Regions from separate parts of the Sus scrofa genome. Here region 2 is linked to region 1. The links are chromatin contacts, called in public Hi-C maps. All regions are on one chromosome and are shown on one strand. The core of a region is the stretch at or near the end of the contact, and the rest is flanking DNA. Distances in the headings are between cores, read along the strand shown. Region 1 holds the start of CBL (E3 ubiquitin-protein ligase CBL). Region 2 has its middle 63 kb from the start of THY1.

Region 1 (7,230 bases), core at 3,523-6,022:
GTCTCTTTACTTACTAGTCCTTTTGTTCACATTCAAGTATCTTCACAAATATTAATCACAATATACCAGGGTGGCAAAAAAAAAAAAAAACTATAGAGCCTGATCACATCTTCTGTTTAATAAAAAACATTCTAGCACATGCACTTTTCCAACAATGAGTTGAAGTTCTGCAGTGGAACAGTAAGTCGGGCCTGTGCTGACTTGAACCCATTACTTACGTCGACTTCTCCATTCGTATACATCCAATATTGGAAGAGAAGAAGAGACCATTCCCAGTGCTAAATCAATAAACTAATAACAGGCTGAACTAATATTCACCTAGCTTCAACAACAAGGTTAAAACAGGTATGAGATGGTGACTTAGAGCTAAATCCAATAAATATATAGAACATCTGTGGCTTTGACATTAAATTCTTTACCATTTAGGTTATACAGCATCAAGTTGAGAAGGGCTGGTGATACATTTAAAACTTTTAGACAATAATGGAGTTCCCGTCATGGCACAGCGGAAACGAATCTGACTAGTATCCATGAGGATGCAGGTTTGACCCCTGGCCTTGCTCAGTGGGTAGGGGATCCAGCATTTGCCGCTGCTGTGAGCTGCAGTGTAGGTCGCAGATGAGGCTTAGAGCCTGAGTTGGGGTGGCTGTGGCACAGGCCAGCAGATGTACCTCTTGATTCAACCCCTAGCCAGGGAACTTCCATATGCCATGGGTGCAGCTCTAAAAAGCAAAAAAAACAAACAAACAAACAAAAACTTTTGACAATAAAAATAAAGTGAGAAAAGAGAACATCTAATGCTCAAAACATCAATGAAAGAAATGGTACAATTTAACAACACTCACAGAAGTGCTCAGAAAATCTGGAAAGCAGCATGAGCCTTTGGACTAATATAGCAGAAAGAAGCACTAAGTTTTCACTTCAGCACAACTAGTAATACGGGATATGGGGCACAGAGTATTAAAAATCACCTTCCAGGACAAGTAACACAAGAATTAAACATCCCTCTTCCTATGGTAGAATGGAAAAGCTAGAAGTATAATTTTCTTAAAACTATCTATCAAAACCCAAAAAGCATTTGACTCAAAACTGAGTGGTACATGTACTCCAATGTTCACTGCAGCACTATTTACAATAGCCAAGACAGGGAAACAACCTAAATGTCCATCGACAGAGGAGTGGATCCAGAATATGTGGTACACATGCACAATGGAGTATTACTCAGCCATTAAAAAGAACGAAATACCAGCATTTTTAGCAACACGGACGGACCTAGAAACTATCATGCTAAGTGAAGTGAGCCATACAATGAGACACCAACATCAAATGCTTTCACTGACATGTGGAATCTGAAAAAAGGACAGACGGAACTTCTTTACAGAACAGATGCTGACTCACAGACACTGAAAAACTTATGGTCTCTGGAGGAGACAGTTTGGGGGGTCGGGGGATGTGCTTGGGCTGTGGGAGGGAAATCATGTGAAATCAGATTGTTATGATCATTATACAACTACAGATGTGATAAATTCATTTGAGTAATAAAAAAAATGAAGAAAAAAAAAACAAAACTGAGTGGTATTTATTCTTCCCAAATAGTTAAATATTCTGCAGAAGAAATAATACATCAACACACACTCTTTAAAGAGATGAAGGAGTAAGACTTAAGGGGTAATCTTATTTGGACTACCTTACAGAGGCTCTAAAGTTTGATACATTTTTTGTTATTGTCTTTTTTAGGGCCACACCCATGGCACATGGAAGTCCCCAAGCTAGGGGTCAAATCCAAGCTGCAGCAGCCGGCCACCGCAACACGAGGTCCAAGCCAAGTCTGCCACCTACACTACAGCTCACGGCAACTAGATCCCCCACCCACTGAGTAAGACCAGGGATGGAACCCAAGTTGTCACAGATACTAGTCCAGTTCATCTCTGACAGGAACTCTGATGAAAATTTTATTTTTAAGGAGAGGTCTATAGCCAATACAATTTTGATACGATGAATGCTGATAACATGTGTCTTGAATGAGAACTAATTAGAAATGCCAATTTTTTCTATTCCAGGAGAAACTTTTTTAACTCTAAACCCCTAAAATGGAAACCTACAAACTTCAGATTTTGAATAGATTCAATACATTTTTTAAAAGGTATCAATGCATTTCTGAGTTCGCGTCATGGCTCAGTGGTTAACGAATCCGACTGGGAACCATGAGGTTGCGGGTTCGATCCCTGGCCTTGCTCAGTGGGTTAAGGATCTGGTGTTGCCCTGAGCTGTGGTGTAGGTTGCAGGCGCAGCTCGGATCCTGCGTTGCTGTGGCTCTGGCGTAGGCAGGCGGCTATGGCTCCAATTCGACCCCTAGCCTGAGAACCTCCATGTGCCGTGGGAGCGGCCCCAGCAAAGGCAAAAAGACAGAAAAAAAATAATAATAATAAAGGTATCAATGCATTTGGAGTTCCTGTCATGGCGCAGAGGAAACGAATCCAACTAGGAACCATGAGGTTTCGGGTTCAATCCCTGGCCTCAATCAGTGTGTAAAGGATCTGGCGTCACCATGAGCTGTGGTATAGGTCAAAGATGAGGCTTGGATCCTGTGTTGCTGTGGCTGTGGTGTAGGCCAGTGGCTACAGCTCTGATTAGACCCCTAGCCTGGGAACCTCCATATGCCGAGGGTGCAGCCCTCAAAAGACAACAGATGAGAAAAAATAAAAATAAAAATAAAAGGTATCTATGCACTTAAGATTTACTTTACATGCCTAACTTTCTGTATTGGTTTTGTTACAATTTCTAATAATAAAATTAGCATTACAACACCAACATAATCAACATACAAATACTATTATTTGTATTACAAATTGGATAACAAAATGTATTAATTACAATACCAATTGCTTTACAGGAGAAAAACTAACCCTGAAAAAGTAGCTCCTGAAACCACTGGTATGCACTACAGGAGCGCTAATTCACACACAGGACTTATTAAGCATTTATATACCACATTTATATTTGCCAAGTGCTTCATAATCACTTTTATTAGCTGTTCCAAGTCCAAAATAATCCATTAAGAACTTTTCAGAAGGGAGACCTAGGCCCAGAGTGGAACCAAAGAAAACCAATTTTACTCTGGAGGAAATAAAACCATTCTTACAATATATATCAGATACCTCTAATCACTTTTCATCTGCAGTATGAATTTTTTAAAAATAAGTTATTACTAAGTGTGAAAAACAGCAAGGCAATATTGAATTCTCTGGAACAAAAAGACTGTTTAAATACTTGAGACTACTATATGTCATTACACAGACACAGCTATGAAGAAGTAAAATTCTCCCAAACGCCAAAATTAAAGTGGAGTTATTTTCCACACTACCGAAAAAAGGTAATCAAGACGGCGCATCAGACAAGCTTAAAATCAGATTCTGTACTAAGGTGTCAGGTCCTGTTACCCAAAAAGGTAGAACCCACTGAAAAGCTGGGTGTGTAAGGAGGAAGTTCTGAAAGAGTCAGAATCTGCTGCTTAACCCGCTCAGGCAATACATCTCTCCGAAGATAATAGTTATAACCAGAACTTGTGGTTTAATCAGTGCATTTCTCAGCACCAGCAATGGATCCCATCCAATGTTTTGGGGGATAAAAACTTGAGCCAGCGCTATATGGGGAGGAAAGTTCCTCCCTCGGCCCATTTAAACATCCCCCATTTCTTTTATCTCGGAGTTACATCTTAACGAGAAAAAAACCGAAATGTTCACCCAGAGCGCGGTTTGCCTGCGGAGTTGTCAGGACCCCAGGTCTCTCAATCGGAGCCCGTAAAAGTAATTCCTTAGAGCTCATCCAGCTAATAGTTCTTAGCCGGTAAATCAAGAGCTCTTCCTCACCCGCCTCCCTCCTATCTCCCGGGGCCAATTCCGTGACCCACATCCTTACTCTCTGCACAGAGCCCCAAACTCTGCACCCCCCATTATACTTCCGCCCCGGTGGCTCCCCAGTTAACCTTCGCCCCAGCCCCCACCCCATCTTTGTCTTGCAACCCCAAACACACCATCTCAACGTTCCCCAATCCCAACCGCAGCCCTTCCCCCACCGTCGACCCCCATCCTCCGGTCCTCCTCCCCACCCCTACGCCCCCACCCCTCGGCCCCGTCACCCCAGTTCCTCGCCTCCCAGCCTCGCACGACCCGTCCCCTCCCCCAGCTTCCTCTGTCCCTTCCTTCCCCTCCCTCGGCCCCTCCGCCCACACCCACCCCTGCTCCCGCGGGTCCTAGGCAGGCCTTTCACCTTGTCCATGAGCTTCCAGCACTTCTCCACCATCTTCTTGTCCACGGTCCCTGGCGGGTGGGGGCTGAGGTGGTGGTGGTGGTGGTGCGGCTGGAAGGCGTCCTTCATGAGCCCGATCAGGCCGCCCGAGCCCGATCCTCCGGAGCCGCCGCCGCCCCCGGCCCCAGAGCTCTTTTTCACATTGCCGGCCATGGCCCGGGGAGGGTGAGGGGCCCAGCCGCGTCCGCCGGCTCCGCTCTGCTGCGAGTGAGGGAAAGAAGGAGGGCGTGAAGGAGGGGCCTCTCCCGGCCGCCGCCGCCACCGCCGCCGGCTGTCCGGGCCGAGGGAGGGGCGGCCGAGGGGAGGGGGAGGGGGCGGAGCCCGGAGCGCGAGTCCGCGCGGGCGCGCCCCTTCAGAGAGCGCGAGCCCGGGGGCGGGAGGAGCGCGCGGAGCTCAGGGAAGTCGGAGGCCGCCTCTGGAGAGGGGAGCGACCTCCTCCCAAGCCACGGCTCCCGGAAAGCGGCGGCCAAGTTTCCGCGCCGCCTCCGGAGTCCCTGCCCCGGGGGGGCGGGCCCAGGCAGAACCTTCACGCCAGTGCCCCCTGCTGGAGGAGCGGGGAAAGGACGGGGCGGGGTCTAACATGGAGTCTGCGCACTGGGTAGCAGTCAAGCCCTCCATATTCCTTATGGGTGGTTGGTCGTTGCTCTTGGAGAGGGTTATTGGAGCCTTTAAATTAAGACAGGTAGCTCTTGAAAGAATCTCGTCGTCTAGCCTTTCCTCCACACCTGACAGATGAGGAAATTGAACTTAAAGTTATTTGTTTCTTCACATTGTGGGTGAAAAAGGGAAGTTAGTGTTCTAAACTTGTTAAGTCGGGACCAAGCACAGGAATGTGACTGCTGCAGATTGTTGCATCCTGTTTAGACCCCAGAAAATCTTGAGACACTCAGGCCGCAAGCTTTTCTTCCAGGCCCTTTGACCTTCTGAAAACAAAATAGTTCTCCCTTTTTTTTCCCTTTGAATACTAGTTCCTTTTCTGGGAATTGAATATTTTCTTAAGTTACCCTGCTCAGCGCATTGCTCTGCAGGTGGGCATATCTAACATCAGGCCCCCAGCATGGAAACTGTGACCTTCAAGCCCAGGCCTGAGGAATACTCACTGCTCCCATGAAACAGAAAGGCGGTTTCCAGTCACGTCAGTTTCTAATCTAAAAGTTCTGTTGGAAGAGCTTTGAAAAAAAAAAAAAAAAAAGAACTTCCCTCCTAAAGAAGGAAGTGCCCTGCCCTAATTTGCTAATTCTGAACCTCAGCTTTGGGAGCTTGCAGGCCCCAGTGTGTCAATAAGTACTCAGTTCCTCCTTAGATTCCATGCCTGGTTCTTCCACAAAGCTCTTGACTGATTAGGGGATTAAGCTTATCAAATGATCCTGTAAGAGGGGAAAAAATATCTCCGCACTTGAGCACTCTTCAGCCAGACATCCTTGGTTTGCAATTCAATGGCCTTCATCTATCAGTGGAGTCATTCCCTATCAGTAGAATTTCCATTAATCAGTTCCTACCTAGAAAGAGTTAAAATGTCTAAAGAAAAAAATCTAGGCAAAGCTCTTAGATAATTGTCAAGATTTTGCATCCCTAGTGCCTCCACCCTTACTTGTCAATCCTCCTTCTCTCTTCCTTGGTCTATTGAAACACTTTCCTCACTGATTTCCCTGCCACCGCCAATCCATTCTGCTACCAAGCCAGTGTTCTTAAAGTCTAGCTCTGACACCGTCACACACAAAAAAGCACTTTAAACATCCCTGTTACCTCCTGAAGTTAACGGTCATGATCTAACACCAAACAGCCTTACAGTAGTTTTATACTGTTCCAATATCTGTATCCTATGCTCATCAAGTTACAAAATACCAGAATTCCTTCTCTTCTCATTACCATTACTCAGATGCCCTCTGCCTAAAGTGTGTGCTACTAAAGTTCAAGCCATTCTTTTTTCAATTTTATTTATTTATTTATTTTGCTTTTTAGGGCCACACCTTGGCAAATGGAGGTTCCCAGGCTAGGGGTCCAATCAGAACTACAGCTGCTGGCCTACACCACAGCCACAGCAACATCAGATCCCAGCCTCGCCTGCCACCTACACAACAGCTCTTGGCATGATCCTTAACCCACTGAGTGAGGCCAGGGATCAACCCTGCAACCTCATGGTTCCTAGTTGGATTTGTTCCCACTGTGCCACGACGGAACTCCTCAAGCCATTCTTCATAGTCAACTCAAATATTGTCCTCCTTACCAGACACTCTAGATAGAAATAATCCTTCCCTCAAACTTTCCAGAACCATTTATTTCTCACCTACCACATTAATTTATGCTATACTATCCTTTTTTTTTTTTTTTTTTTTTTTTTTTTTTGCTTTTCAGGGCTGCACCCCTGACATATGGAGGTTCCCACACCAGGGGTCTAATGGGAGCTACAGCTACTGGCCTACACCACAGCCACAGCAACACAGGATCCAAGCTGCAGCTGCCACCTACACCACAGTTCACGTCAACACTGGATCCTTAACCCTCTAAGAGAGGCCAGGGATCAAACTTGCAACCTCATGGTTGCTAGTCGGATTTGTTTCCCCTGCACCACAATGGGAACTCCCATGCTATACTATCTTATTGGCTCTGGTCTTCCACAGTAGCTGGCACAGTGCAGATACACAAGGGTACTTTTTCCCCTCATAGTCAAATCCTAGATTTAATGGAGTATAGGCAAGAAATTAATCTTTGGAGCTGTGTATGAGCTTGCAGGTCACATCCACATCTCTGGCTTAGTTTAAGTCTTACCATTTATATTATGTTCAGTATGGTTTGTATAGAATAGAGTTATAATAATATGTAATATATAATTTGTCCTTTGCTTCTGCTGCAGTAAGCCATATTTCTTTCCATACACAATGGACTTATCCATAAGTCATATGCAATGACTTATCTCTCACA
Region 2 (7,230 bases), core at 2,497-4,996, 260 kb before region 1:
CTGTAGCTCCGATTTGACCCCTAGCCTGGGAATTCCCATATGTCGAGGGTGCAGCCCTAAAAAGGAAAGGGGGGGGGGCAGAAGACCTGAATAGACATTTCTCCGAAGAAGATATACAGATGGCTAAAAACACATGAAAAGATGCTCAACATTGCTAATTATTAGAGAAATGCAAATCAAAACCACTATGAGGTGCCTCCTCATGCCAGTCAGAATGGCCATCATTAATAAGTCCACAAATAACAAATGCTGGAGAGGGTGTGGAGAAAAGGGACCCCTCCTGCACTGCTGGTAGGAATGTAAATTGATACAACCACTATGGAAAATAGCATGGCAGTTCCCTAAAAAACTGAAAACAGAACTACCAGATGATCCAGCAATCCCACTCCTGGGCATATGTCCAGAAAAAAGTCATAATTTGAAAGTATATATACACCCAGTGTTCATTAAAGCACTATTTACAATAGCCAAGACATGGAATCAGCCTAAATGTCCATCAACAGACAAATGGGTAAGGAAGATGTGGTACATATATACGGCGGAATATTACTCGGCCATAAAAAGAATGACATAATGCTATTTGCAGTAATACGGATGGACTTAGAGATTATCATACTGAGTGAAATAAGTCAGACAGAGAAAGACAAACATCATATGATATCACTTATGTGTAGAATCTTTATTTTAAAAAGATGCCAATGAACTTATTTACAGAATAGAAGCAAACTCATAGATAATTTAAGAAAACAAATTTATGGTTACCAAAGAGGACAGGTGAGGGGGGCGGATGAATTGGGGGTTTGGGATTGGCACATGCACACTATTGTGTATGGGAAGGATGGTAAACAGGGACCTGCTGTGTGGCACAGGGAACTATAGGGAACTATACCCAGTATTTTGTGATAACCTATATGGGAAAAGAACCTGGAAAAGAATGGTTATGTGTATGTGTCTAACTGAATCACTCTGTTGTACAGCAGAAATTATCGCAACATTGTAAATCAGTTATACGTCAATAAAACTTTAATGGGGGGGAGGAAGCTCCTGTGTGGCGCAGCGGTAACAAGCCCGACTAGGATCCATGAGGATGTCCGTTCAATCCCTGGCCTCCCCCAGTGGGTTAAGGATCCAGCATTGCCGTGAGCTGTGGTGTAGGTCACAGACACAGCTCGGATCCCACGTTGCTGTGGCTGTGATGTAAGCCAGCAGCTACAGTTGCAATTGAACCCCTAGAGCCTGGGAACTTCCATATGCTGCAAGTGCGGCCCAAAAAAGAGGAAGGAAGGAGGGAAGAGAGAGAGGAGGCAGCACTGACCCCGGTGGGGAGACGGGGTGGTGGACTGCAAGGGCCAGAGCAGGAAGATAGGAGAGCTTCCAAGATATCTTTGCTCCTGGGCCTTGAGGAGCTAAGACTGCAAGGCTCACCCAGCCACAGGTGTAGACATTTCACCTGACATAGTCCACCAACATGGCTCTGGGCGAAAACAGCCTGCACCCTGTTCCATGGGCTCAGCAGGGGACACCCTTCCCAGCTTCATGGGCTTCTCCTGTCCACAAAAAGAGTCTTGGCATCCAGGTGGCTGCACAGTGGAGGAGGGCACACACCTTATGGGAGGCACATGGTGGCTGCATGTGGCACCAGCCAGGTGAGCCTGCCTGTGACTCACAGACACGGGGGATGGGGTGGGGCTCAGCAGTGTCTCCTGGTCCCCGTGGGCTGTGGCAGCTGGGGGAGCCCTCCCACAGCACTTGTCCTCCCAGCTGGAAAGTGCCTGGACAACCTGGGGGACAGAGAGCCAATGGAAGGAGGAGGGAGGGGACCCCTCAGCACTTTCACACACCCATTCACAGTGTCCCGCAGGTATCGACCTCCCCATTCCTCACAGATGAGGGGCCTGGGGCCCAGAGAGGCCAGTGACGTGGCCTGGGTCACCAGCTGGGACCTGAACTCAACTCCTGGGTCGAAAGTCCATGCCTCTTCTCTTGCATCACTTCTAAGTGAGCCGGGATCCTGAGCTGGGACCCAGGTACAATACCCAGCCCTGTCCTGCCCCACCCTGGGCTTCCAGCCTCAGCTCTGGAGCCAACCCTCAGTTCCAAAGCAGTAAGCGGCCTCAGGTCTGAGATGCAAGGGGTCCTGGGCTACGAGATTCCATCAGTGGATTCACCATCAGCTCCTGAGCCCTCCCTCACCCGGCACATCCTCCCACCACCCACACAGCCTCATCACTTCTCAACAGAGCCCCCAGCCCCCAGCGCCATCGGGGGTCATGCGGCCTCCAGTGGCAGGCCTCGGCTTTCAAAGAAGGTCCAAGTGACCCACTAATAAATAAACAAAGGGGGGTGGGCCCCTCGCCCTCAGGCACCAGGGGTCACCCTCCGAGTGTTTCCTTTCCCTCCCCTGGGATATATTTGGGAGCGCCAGGCCCCGACCTCTTGCAAGGCACCAGGGAGGCCCTGGGGACAGCTCCAGGCTGCCGCAAATATACGACAAATGTGAGACTGCGGGAAGGCTGTCCGTCCTGCCGGCCCCATGCCGCACAACCATGCTGAGACATGGCCACTCCCCCAGAGAGGACTCAGGCTACAAGTGCCCCGGCCCCCCACCCCTGGGCTGCCCACAGGGAGCCCCCACCCCTGTGCTGCCAACTCAGAGGACTTGGCAGACAGGCAGCCCTTCCCCGCTGACTCTTCAGGGCCTGTTCCTGGGCCAGAGGCCAGACAGGAGATGGCCTCTGGCACAAAGACCCTGAAAAACCTGGGGGAAGAAAGAACATGACAAGCAGAACAAGGAGGGGTGGAGGAGGTGTTACCATGTGGGTTGTCCACATTCCCCCTCCTCTGGTCCCCGGGGCTTGCTGCTTCCCTGCCTCCCACCCCGACCCCTCTCCAGAACAGCCACACAAGTCAGGGAGATGGAACTGCCAGCAGGTAATGTTAAACCAAGGAGAAGACACTGCCCTGGCACAGAGGAGGGCCCCCAACTCAGACACTGAATCCGGGAGGACTCCCTGAAGGAGTCGGTTTCTAAGGCCTTGGGGGAGAGATGATTTCAAGGAGAAACAGTTTGTGCAAAGGCCCTGAGGCAACAGAAAATGAGGATTGAAGAGAGTGGATAGGCTCTGGGCACAGGCAGCAGCCAAAAGAGCCCCGCTCCATACTGGTGGCCAGCCGCTCGCTCGTTCTGCTTCCTAGACATCCACAGGAATGCGCCCAGCCTCCCGCTGGCCCCATGAGCGTATTTTGGAAAAAATCTCTTGTCACAGTCCCCAGCCCAGCCCGAGGCTCCTTCAAACTCCTGCATCCTCTCTGAGGCCACTGCTGGGTGGAGCCTCAGCCCTCAGCCCTCCAGGAGTTCCTGACTCATCGAGGAAAAAGCTAAAAAGACCAAGAATCACTCCAGCTCTGGGGGGAAGGCAGCCATGACCTCAGCTCCAGGACACAGAGACAGAGGATGGGGGCAGGAAGCAAGGCAGAGACAGAAGAAGATACAGAAATAGAGACCTAGGTGGAGACTGATGGAAAGAGACATGCTGATCACAGACCGCCCAAGGAAGCAGGACAGAGATACACCAGGCAGTGACAGCTAACAGAAGCCAAAAGCAAAGGGACACTCCTAGGTACACAGGACAGGCTGCCAAGGACTATAAAATCAGCTGATCGGCTGATCCAGAGACAGCCTATGGATCTGGGAAGAAATCGGGTGGGGTGCCTTGACTGCACTTGCAAGAGAAGGCCGTGAGGGGGCGATGTTGCTCCAGCCACTGCCCACCAGCCAGCCCGGCAGCCAGCTCCCCGAAAACAAAAGCAGACTCCATCCATCAGAAGCAGCTGCTGTCTGCTCACTGGAAGGTGTAAGAAACTTGGACGGGGGAACCCAGAGCATCCACACTCTAGGCTGGAGACCCCTCCTCATCTCAGCATCTCCTCAATCCTGACCCTGCCCTCCACATTCCCCGTCACCTTCTCATTCTCCATTTCCTGACCCCTGCCTTCGAAGCACAACATGCCTGAGGACAGGGGGGATGCTGGCTAATTTCCCTGTTCTTTCTGGAAAGGACGCAAACAGATGCTTGGTCTGCTGGGTCTGAAGACTGCCCTTGGCTCCTGCCACAGGACTTGGTCCCCTCCTTTACATCTGACCTTCCAGGCTCTTGGTTTCAAAGCATCACTCACGAAGAGACAATGGTCTTGTATCCACGCTTAACACCAGACTGCAGAACAAAAATCACAAGTGCAACTTTGGGGGAGTTCCCGTTGTGGCTCAGCAGGATACCAACATGACCAGTATCCATGAGGACACGGCTTCAATCCCTGGCCTCATTCAGTGGCATACGGTGTTGCCATGAGCTGGGGGCAGATGTGGCTCAGATCCCATATTGCTGTGGCTGTGGTGTAGGCCTGATACAGCTCCAATTCGACCCCTAGCCTGGGAACCTCCATATGCTGCAGAAGCAGCCCTAAGCAAGAAAAAAACCAAAAACAAGTGCAACCTTGGGTTGTATTAACAGAACCAGTTGTCTGGTGGAGGACGGCGGACAGCAGCAATAAAGTCCAGGCCTCTGGTCACATCTTTTGAAGGGTCGTTAATAAACCTATGTAAGCCAGGAGGAAGGCCACTATAGAAACGTGCTACCCACCCAAGATCCATCAAAGAGCACCGACACCAGGTCAAACACTTTATGTAATCATCTCACCTTATCCTACAGCAACTCGCATCATCATATCCATTTTACAGACGAGAAAACTCAAAGTCCTCTTCCAATGACTATCATGCAGGTGTGGATATTTCTCAAAGCTCCGTCTCAGGCCTTTTCTCCTTTGTGCATATTTCCTAAGTGGTCACATTCCTTCCCATTACCTAGACTTAGTTCTCAAATTAAGTCTTTTGCCTAGATATGTCTCCCAAGTTCCAAACCAGTCTAGCCACCTGCCTTCTCCTGATCTCTTCCTGGATGTCTTCAGGGACCTAACATTCTATGTGCCCAGCGCTAACCCCTGATCTTCAGGTGGTGGGTGACCTGGGCACCCAGCACCCCTCAGCCAGTCTGGACCACACCCAGACCCGTCAGCTTCCAGTGGACGCTGCCCCACACTCAAATCCAGGCTCTCCGCCCTGCCCCCCTCCCTGGACCATCATCCTTCACATCCATCCTGTGACCGGTTCCAAGCTGCTCTCTGTTGCTACCCACACCCTCAACACCACAGCCAGAGCAGTCTCGTTGCTTTGCTTTGCTTTTTTTTTTTGGTCTTTTTGCCTTTTCTAGGGCCACTCCCAAGGCATATTGGAGATTCCCAGGCTAGGGGTTTAACCAGAGCTGTAGCCGTCGGCCTACACCAGAGCCACAGCAACATGGGATCCGAGCCGCGTCTGTGACCTACACCATAGCTCACGGCAACACCGGATCCTTAACCCACTGACCGAGGCCAGGGATCAAACCCGCAACCTCAAGTCTTAGTCAGATTCATTAACCACTGAGCTATGACAGGAACTCCTTTTTTTGCTTTTTTGAGCCATACCTATAGCATATGGAAGTTCCCAGGCTAGGGTTCAAATCAGAGCTACAGCTGCCTACAGCTGCCGTCCTATACCCCAGCCACAGTGATGCAGGATCTGAGCCATGTCTGCGACCTACATCACAGCTCACAGCAACACTGGATCCTTAACCCACCGAGCGAAGCCAAGGATAGAACCTGCATCTTTACGAATGCTCGTCGGGTTTGTTACCACTGAGAAACAATGGGAACTCCCAGGACAGTCTTTTGAAAACATAAACAGACTCATGTCATCCCCCCGCCTAAACCCCTCCAGGGCTTTGTATTGTTCTCAGGGCAAAGTTCAAAGTCCTCGCCACAGTCAGTGCAACCCTGATAACCAGCCGCCCTCTCCAGCCTCAGCGATGTCAGACCTGCCCATCACCACCTCTCACTCTCTCCCGCCAGGCAGGCTCCTCCCTCGGAGAAGGCCTTCTCTTCCTTCCTGTCCTGTCCTGAAGCCCCCACAGCTTGAAACACCCTCTGACCCCCTCCTTAGCCTCCGTCAGGATGGCAACATGCTCTCAACACTGACTTCGGTCTCCGTGCCCACCATGCAGAAGAGGGTGCATTCCGAGGGGAGCAGACCGCATCTGTCTTGGTCACGGCTGGACCCCGGCCTCTGTGCGCCTATACGAGGTGCAAGCTGAGTAAATGCTGGTTGAATGAATTCTGCCCTTTGCGTGCCTCCTGGGGTAGCCCAGCCCCTCCTGGGGTAGCCCAGCCCCGCTCGGGACAGAGCTGACACTTCGTCACTTCTTCCTCCCAGTGAGCTGAATTCCTCTCAAGCTCTTGAAACAACTTCCCTGGATGCCCAAGAAGCGATGTCATTTCTCTTGCTGAGTGCAGGCGGGGTGCGGCCTCATGAGGAATGTGTCTAAAGCATGTGCAGGTGGGGCCGGGCCCATAGCTGGTGTTCAGCGAACAGTAGCTGTGATCACCCACTAATGAGGATGACGACAATGATGACAATGACGTTGGGTGATGAATCGCGATTGCCCTGACCCGGTGTCCCCATGGGGAAGGCCTCCTGTAAAGGCTTGAGCGTGTGACACACCCTCACTCGTGGGTCTCTGGTATGTCCCACCCCACCCCCCACCTTGGTCAGGTGAGGAGCCCGCCAAGGGCCGCCCCAGGCTCTGGCCTCTTGCTTCCTCTGTGTCTGCCCAGGGTGCAGGGGGCTCACTGACCAGGTCCTGGCTGAGGTGGTAGAGGACGGCAGCCAGGGCGGATGGAATGTTCCAGGCAGGTGGCTGAGTCCAGGGACCTACAGGAAGCAGGAGAGGCTGGAGTGACAGCATCTGGAGAGGGTGGGTCTGGCCGTTTGCATTTTTCCCTGACAGCAATGGGAGGCTGGGTTTTCAGCAGGGAGAGCTGTGATCAGAAGGAGATGGGGGGAGCTACTGTTATGGCTCAGTGGTAACGAACCAGACTAGTATTCATGAGGATTCGGGTTTGATCCCTGGCCTCTCAGTGGGTCGGGTATCCGGCGTTGCCATGAGTTGTAGTGTAAGTTGCAGATGTGGCTTGGATCCCAAGTTGCTGTGGCTGCGGTGTAGGTCGGCGGCTGTAGCTCCAGTTCGATCCCTAGCCTGAGAACATCCATATGCCTCGGGTGCAGCCCTGAAAAGACAAAAAGAAAAAAGGAAGCAGATGAGGGAAGTCGAGATGAGGCAGGGCAGTGCCAGGGGAGAG

What was found. A called contact is a pair of places that touch in the nucleus more often than the background predicts.
Region 2: a contact with region 1 is called in a Hi-C map of embryonic fibroblasts, with 5 times the contacts expected there. The contact joins the enhancer-like site here to the promoter of CBL in region 1. A contact is called at or near these places in 9 of 47 Hi-C or Micro-C datasets (embryonic fibroblasts, epiblast stem cells, fetal skeletal muscle and 5 more) and 1 of 2 datasets of contacts at active chromatin or transcription factors (skeletal muscle).

Annotation. Positions count from the first base shown.
Region 1 is chr9:46,414,479-46,421,708 of Sscrofa11.1, reverse strand. It overlaps CBL (E3 ubiquitin-protein ligase CBL), which reads right to left and starts at 4,772. Exons shown (of 16, transcript XM_003129932.4): 1 at 4,270-4,772. The coding sequence starts at 4,461.
Region 2 is chr9:46,669,932-46,677,161 of Sscrofa11.1, reverse strand. It overlaps a transcript of LOC102161637 not described here. Among named protein-coding and RNA genes, the nearest start is that of THY1, 63 kb to the right of the region's middle. Within about 2 kb of position 3,746, at least 21 of the 83 cell types and tissues checked have an H3K27ac peak or open chromatin away from gene starts, as enhancers often do. A contact at or near this core is called in embryonic fibroblasts, omental adipose tissue, retroperitoneal adipose tissue and 2 more, where this site is marked.